Linked DNA regions of Danio rerio: region 2 is linked to region 1. The links are chromatin contacts, called in public Hi-C maps. All regions are on one chromosome and are shown on one strand. Each heading gives the region's core, a stretch centred on a gene start, on an enhancer-like site or on the middle of the called end of the contact. The rest is flanking DNA. Distances are from core to core; before and after follow the strand shown.

The links. A called contact is a pair of places that touch in the nucleus more often than the background predicts.
Region 2: a Hi-C map of embryo shows a contact between it and region 1, with 1.6 times the contacts expected there. The contact joins the promoter of rad9a here to the promoter of ran in region 1. A contact is called at or near these places in 1 of 18 Hi-C or Micro-C datasets (embryo) and 1 of 4 datasets of contacts at active chromatin or transcription factors (embryo).

What each region holds. Positions count from the first base shown.
Region 1 is chr14:25,978,382-25,982,321 of GRCz12tu, forward strand. ran (RAN, member RAS oncogene family) reads left to right here and starts at 2,073. Exons shown (of 7, transcript NM_131309.3): 1 at 2,073-2,204; 2 at 2,802-2,877. The coding sequence starts at 2,845. It overlaps LOC103908747 (a long non-coding RNA gene), which reads right to left and starts at 2,815. Exons shown (of 5, transcript XR_012389727.1): 1 at 1,719-2,815; 2 at 1,447-1,623; 3 at 927-1,217; 4 at 468-833; 5 at 138-351.
Region 2 is chr14:26,242,719-26,246,658 of GRCz12tu, forward strand. It overlaps rad9a (RAD9 checkpoint clamp component A), which reads right to left and starts at 2,018. Exons shown (of 11, transcript NM_200207.2): 1 at 1,689-2,018; 2 at 1,179-1,249; 3 at 971-1,093; 4 at 428-542. The coding sequence starts at 1,722. It also overlaps a transcript of zgc:113229 not described here.

The sequences.
Region 1 (3,940 bases), core at 823-3,322:
GAAAGATGGGAGAGTTCTTATCTAAGATCATTACCTAAATCTATTTGCTTTGATAATCCTTATCCAAACAATAAGATTTGATGGTCCAAAACCCTTGAAAAAGTACTGAAATATTACAGCGTGTGAATTAGATTAACAGTTGGCTTAATGTGCTGTGGTGAATGGCAAGCTCACCATTTGACAATCCAAATTTTGACTACAGCCATGCATGGGTCATGTCCAGGTCAATGTTTTCTGGAGGCTTTCTGCACAGCAGTTCAAATAAAAGGATCTTCAGTGACCAAATGGTTGCAGATTTGCTGTAGTATCCGCCTGTTGATTGATACTCAGAAGGGCTGTACATTTCTTTTCCTGGAAAAAAAGATATTCTTTATTAGTTACAGTAAGAAAGCTTATGCTTTTCAAAATATGGTGTAGCTGCTTGTTAGAATTTAGGTCCTTAACTACAGACTTGAAGGACAATATACCACAGAATCAGGCTGATGTTTTTAGGATGTCACCGCACCCAAAGTCAATAAGCTTGACTTCATAGGTGTCCTTGTTGATTAGCAGGTTGTCTAATTTAATGTCGCGATGGAGGATTCCTCTTTGACAGCACATGTGGGCAGCCTGCACTACCTGCCACATGATGTACCGTGCCACGTCTTCACTGAGGGTTCCTTCATAGTGCTCCAGGAAGTCAAAAAGGTCTTTGCAGGGTAAGGGGTGCTCCAAAACCATGATGTAAGAGTCTGGCAGCTCCTGCCACTCCAGCATCTGGATGATCTGAGGAATCCTTCGTTAGCAAGTATTGTTAGTGCAACTTCTAATGAAAGGGGAGTAGGATGACCAGGCTGTAGAAGATAGAAATTTGTTGTCAGTGATGTTTGAAAATTCTTTTTTTGGCTATAATTAACATATCTTGAACTAAAAATCAAGAGAACTACAATGCTGAGATAATCCATATTGTTCCTCTTCAAAACAACCTTCAATGCCACCTGATTAACAAAACACAACAATTGTAATGTTGGTGAATTAGTCACATTTATTAAACGTTTTCAATGTAACGTGACACAATAAAAGGACCTGAACAGGCAGTGAGAGAAACATTTAGCTAAGATGTAGTGAGTAAAAATGTAGTTCCTCAAGACCGTCCATCAAGCAAATCGCTTTGAAGACTGTGCCGTGTCCTCCCTTACCAAGCTTTTGTACAATTTTATAGCAGCCCAAAATGTCACCTACAAAAAGTAAAGTAATTGGAGTTATCATTAGTGAACATATAAAAAGGAATATTTCCATATGTATTAGGAACAACTTTCCTTAGGGTTATTTCACATGTCTCCACAACTCGATTTAGGAAAAAAGGCTTCTATAAAACATTAAGTACCGGTAGATAGCTAACACATATTATGATGTTGGAACATAGCATGAACATTGTTGACAAAATACATATAAAGGTCAATATACCGTTGAAGTCTTGAGCCAGATGTTGAACCTGCTGATCATCAAGGGCAGGCTGCTGGAATTGAAGCTGGACGGGCTGCTGGAGCTGGATGTCTTGCTGGAAATGGAATTGGAGCTGGACGTTCTGCTCAATTTTCTGAAGTTCATGACTCAGAGAACAATCTATTAAAGAATCTTGATCTAAAGAGGGGCACATCGACCAAAACATGCTGTATTACTATTTTAGTACGTACGTGCAAATTGAATTTCATAATGTAACAATTGTATGTATTTACCTTCAGTGTTTCTGTCCTCAAAGGTGACACTTGAGAGGGCAACCTGCTCCTTACCTTTATCTCTCGTTTTATTCAGCGGGCAGAAGATTCATTGCCTGGTTGGGGCAGGATTTTGTCTTGGAAATTGTGCACACATCTCTTTCAAAGGTTACAGATTTCCAGCTTTCTTAAAAATGTCGGTTTTTATTTAAAAAAGAAAACTAGTTAGTTTTGAAACAAGTAAAGAGTGAATAAATGTCTACAGAACTTTCATTTTGGGTGACTTATGCCTTTAATCTATTCGCTCTTCACTCATGATAAAGTAAGAACTAAAGCCGAAGAAAATTGAGTGATATGCTGTAAAAGGTTCGCTCTTCTGCCACTAAATGACGCTGTTGTCCCGCGGCAGCAGCAGGTCACGTGGTGGGGCGGAAGCGTTTATGTGAGCCATGCTGAATCCCGCGCGGGCGCAGCCATTTGCTCTCTTCCTCGATCACTTCAACACCGGTGAGTGCGGAACGACTGCGTTCATCTCATCACACACTCTTTTCACTAACACGTTTTATTTTCAGCGCCGACTAAACACATCTGAAAGCTTTTCTGCAGTGCCCAGGCGCTAGTAAGTCAGTCTGATCGTTTTATTGGCCGCAGATGTGCAGTTTTGAGTGTTTCATCATGGCTCATCTCTGTCGTAGCGCCATCCCGAGTTGTTGGTAGCGCGCGATCTTGGAGCCGCGGAAACAACACTTACTTCGTTTTAAGTTCTGTCAACTAAACTAATTTCTGGATTTCTAAAAACTACTAAATTCGCTATTTGTTGATTTTCATGTTGACGGCCTGTTTGAGGCCTTCGGGCGGCCGCTGTATTGTGAAGTTTAGGCTTCAGCGGCAGCGGCCTCGTGTGTTCGCGCGCATCCCCTTATTTAGATCTGCGTGTTGTTCAATGAGCATTACATTTGTTTGTTTTAAGTTCTAAAAGCGGTTTTGTTTTTAATATTGGCTCGAAAAGGTTTATTTGAGTAATCTTGTGGTCCCGTGGCCTTTATTTGGAATTGGTGCGGCCTTTGTGTGATGTGACTAACCGTCCCGCCATCTCTCCCGCAGAGTGACTGCAGCACAAAGACCAACACACACTCACAGTACAGCGATGGCGGAGAACGAGCCACAAGTTCAGTTTAAGGTAACTTACACTTTCACTTTAAAGGCACGACAGTCTGTGGTAACAAATTAAAGCCCCAGTTTGAGTGTTTACATGTTCATCACATTAAGTTTCTAAACTGTTTCGTAACGTTAGTGAATTCGCAGACTCCTTGCTGATAACGAGTGCATTGAAGCGCGAGAACCCACTTGATGCTGAATTTAAGGATATTTTTTACTACATACTATACTACATATAATTGTTTATTATTACTAATAAACTGTAGTTATTTAGTAAATGATGTTAAATTTGTGTAATTGTCTTTAACCAGTTTGTTTTATATTTTGTTATTTTAGTTTCTGTATTATAGTCTATTACAACAATCTGTACAACATTGCTTTATATAATTTAATATTGTCAAGACTTACCAGGGCAGAATCTTCTAATTTTGACCCTTTAGCAATATTATTATAGTTGGATAATATTGAAACTTTTGTTGACACAAATTACCATTGCTATTGTAGTTATTGCCATTATTCCTAATGGTATAGTTTTAAATTAGATGTTTCTCATAGTTTTTAACCTCCACAAACTGCCCGATAGTTTTTCTTGCCTCATACTTGCATTCTAGTGTTTTCTATTGATTCCTAAACCCAGGATTGATTTCCTTTAAAATTAATTTGCCCTGTTGAAATGTAGATGTAATATGACATAAAATGAAGCTTTATTGATAGTAGTGGCTGTATATTAAATTTTAAAAACAATTAGACCTTTAGATCTTAATTTATTACATTTGTATAATGTTACCCCATTGACCATCACTGTTTTACATGTGGGAGATGTATTTTATAGGATATAAAAAAAAATCCATATCTTAATTTCTTTTCAAGCTGTAAAAGGGTTATACAGTGCTAAGAATTTTCTACTGGCCCAATCAAGCCAGTAGTTAGGATTTTTACTTGCCCTGCCAAAATTTTCACTGGCCCCATAAAAAAAAGTTAATAGCTCATTTTTAGCCACAAATTTTAAATGTCAAAAGCAAAACATTGCTTCATCATAACTTTTCTTTAAATACAACTGACAGTTAAAAGAAATACAATTGTGA
Region 2 (3,940 bases), core at 768-3,267, 260 kb after region 1:
ATAACATTTGTTAAAAGCTTTGTTTAGAGCTACCTGGTAGGAACACTGAACTGGACAAACTGTTGTGAATGTTTTTAAAACTTGTCAATTAAAAAAAAAAAAGAAAAGTTATGTTGAACAAAATGTGTATATATGCAACTAGACTTGGCTTGTTATGACAAATTGTTTTAAAAATATCACTAAAAATTTATTAAATTAGCATTTTTTTTGATGGGGCAAGTAAAAATCTAGAAATCTAGAAAAAAATCTTGCTGTTTAGCACAATATCTGTCTGGCATGCATTCATAATACTTTTAAAACATCTAAATTTAACTTTATGAAACCTGCAGAAACCCAGACATTCTTCTACATGAAACTTTATATATTGAGTTGTGCAAAAGTACACAAATAATCCTTGTAAAAAAAGTTTTCAGATGTATGTTTTTACCGTGTTTACAGTGCAGAGTAATAGTCAACCGACTCTTCTCACTGTTCAACTGTATACGGCATTTTTCTACAGATCGCTCCAAAGATGACAGTGACTTGAACACGGCCTGAACACTCTGAAGAGGACAAGAAAAATATATATTTTTAAATGTGCTAACAGGAGTATATGTAAATGAGTGGGCGTTATTGATACACATTAAAATTCTATTAAATAAGTGATTAAATAACAGGTATTTAAAGAGATGGTTTGGCCCCCAAAGCAATTATTTACTCGCCTTCATGTGGATCTAAATCTTCACGAGTTTCTTTTTCTTGTTGAACACAAAAAAAATTTTTTGAAGAATGTTAGAAACCAGTGACTTCCATAGTAGGAAAAAACAAACACTAGAGAAGTCAATCTTTACCAGTTTCCAACATTTTTTTAATATAACTTTTTTTTTCAACAGAAGAAGAAACACAGGGTGAGTAAAGATTTGATTTGGGGGAACTAACCCTTTAACCAAACCATAAAGTGCCTGAAATGCATAGACGCAGGAGATGTTACTTTGATGGGCATTTTGCAGCGAAAGCTCTGGTCTGTTGGAGCCTGGTATCTCTGGAAGAAGAGAGGAGACAACTGGAAACTGGCAAAGGCTGAGCGGGAAGAGTTGACCGACCGCAGGGCCAGCTAAAAACACAAGATACAGAGTTCTTTAAGATACCATCTCACATCTGGCTAAATAAAAACACAACTGAAACATTAATGATGTTACCCCATCATCCACAGGCTCCAAATACAGCTCCTCTCCAATTCTCGACAGGGAATGTATGGCTTTTGCTAAAACTACAACAAATGTGAATCAGTTTTCTTGGTCTATTCATAAAAGCATCTTTTAAGAGCTGGATACGGCTGAAGTAAAGTTGGTTTTATATTATTAGCACTTTCGTTCAGTGTCAACTTGTGAAAAGCTCCCTATATTGTTTATCACAGTACTTTGAACATTGGGTCTGAAATCACATGAAAGTATGACTTCAAAACAACATCAGCACTATTTATTTGACTTGAATAATGCTGCTTTGTGCTTTGGTAGTCATTGGCTGCTATTATGATTCCCTTATGTAGAATTTGCACAGAATAGGAAAGTTTGAATGTGAGAATATAAAACCAACTTTACTTCAATCTGTAGAAGTTATGTTGCGTCACATGTTTAGATTTAACTTATTTATCACACAACGCTTTGCGTCCCGGGTGAGCTTTCACTAAATAACATGAGTTTCATTACCTTTCACGTTTGCTCCAGTTGCAACACAATCCATGATATTTTGTCAATAATACTATTTTTAAACAAAGTAAAGCATGAACTATCCACTAGCTCGATCTGTTGATAGTAATGAATCAGGTAACCGGCCACATGACACCAGCGGCGCTTATAATGCGGTGAATTGATCGTAAAGACAGGTTTAAGAGCTGTTATCTTTTATCGAATAAAAAAGACGCATAATTAAGACGATAAACTTATTATAAGAAAATAATTCAAGAAATCGGCAGTTGTGCGACACTGTTTACTTCGAATCAGACATATGGCGCGTATTTTCTGCTCCACCCAATCAGCGCGAGGTCTCAGACACACAGCGTTTACGTCATAACAAAGCGTCCACATACAGAGACAGAGGCCTCCCACCATGTGAAAGAAAAAGCATAGGAAAACAGGTTTTACAGGGTCAGCTTTAGGTTCGTTGATTTTAAATTAGTTATTCTCATAAGTTTAAAACATGAAAAGCTGTTTGAAAACAATTTATGAGCATTCAGTTCGTTATGGGTGTAAAGTAAAACTAAATACCTTCAGTTCAGGGGTTTCCTTTTTTCTTTAGATGCAAGATTGTTTTAAAACATCATCCTCATGTGATATAAAAATACATATCAATGGGCTATATGCACAGCTAGTGTCTTTCTGACAATTATAAACTTCTGGTTAAAGCTTAATGTAACTATTTTCAGTTTTATGAGGTTCCTTTAACAGCATTGATGTTATAATGTAATTCAAATATAATCAGTTAAATAGACTTAGAAATCCATTTCGTTGTTAAAGCATAAAAAGAGAAGAAAGACCATTTAAACGTAGATGCCGTCATTAGCCACAGGCTAGCTCTGAAACTCCATTGAAAATACTGGGGTAAAATAAACTGCCATATTTTAAAGACATGGCGTGGAAAAATATAGTTTAATGCTTCTTGTTTGGTCTGATACTTTATATCGTGTCTCAGCCAGGCAGTGAAGATCGCTGTTTTTTTTTAAGAGCTCAGATCTTAAACTCAACGATTTTGTATAAGATGACAATAAACCTGAAGCCCTGGGGCTGGCAGACTGAAATTAAAAGTCTGTGTGCATATACCCCATTATATGGCTAAATTTAGTTTCTGTTAGCTTTATAAAGACATTCTACTTTTTGCTCTTTTTTATTTATTTACATAATTATTTATTTACTTATTTTAATATTTATTGTTAATATCAATCTGCAATTATATGTTTGTTTTAACTGAAAATGTAGAATGATGTTTTGTACTATTTGCTTTATAATTATTAGATTATTTAAATTAAATTTGTTTCAATTGTTAATTTTTCATTATTTATTTTAATCTTACATTTTATTTCTGTTAATTCAACTATTTATGAGGCGGCATGGTGGCTCAGTGGTTAGCACTGTCCCCTTACAGCAAAAAGGTTGCTGGTTTGAGTCCCGGCTGGGCCAGTTGGCATTTCTGTGTGGAGTTTGCATGTTCTCCCTGTGTTCGCATGGGTTTTCTTCAGGTGCTGCGGTTTTCCCCACAGTCCAAAGACCTTCGCTATAAGTAAATTTTATAAACTAAAGTTCATTCCACTATGGCGAGCCCTGATGAATAAAGGGACTAAGCCGAAGGAAAATGAATTAATGAATAATTCAGCTATTGTTTTAAACATATTTAGTTTGTTTGTACACTTTTATTTTTTTCTCCTAATGCAGACCCAAAGAGTCTTCCATATACAAGTGAATACGAATGTAAACTTACAGTACAATGCATTTAGCCTGCACTACAACAACAATGTACAGTATTTGTAGACGTGCTTTTGTTTAATGCATATTTTCTTTTTCCCCTGAAGAAAATTAGTTGACACCCATTAATTTGAAATTAAACTATTTGAAGTATGAACTGAAGTCAAGTTTGAACTTGAAAGGAAGCAATACTTTACACCATAATTAGATGTGAGATAAACGTATTTCAATATAAGCATATAATGTATTGTATTTTACTTTGTATACACATTAGTATAGATCTGCAGATATCCACCTGAACACCATAATTACTGACGCAGTGATTCATAGAAAGACATCAAAATGTTCTTAACATACTTTCAGGCATAGTTTCTCAACTATTCAGCGGCTGGTCAGAGGGAGTGACAAAAATACAAAATGTTTCACCCTGACACACTTGTCTTACCTGTCCATCTGGGTGTTAGATACGCCTCCTTTTTTACCATTCTTTACACACTTCTTCC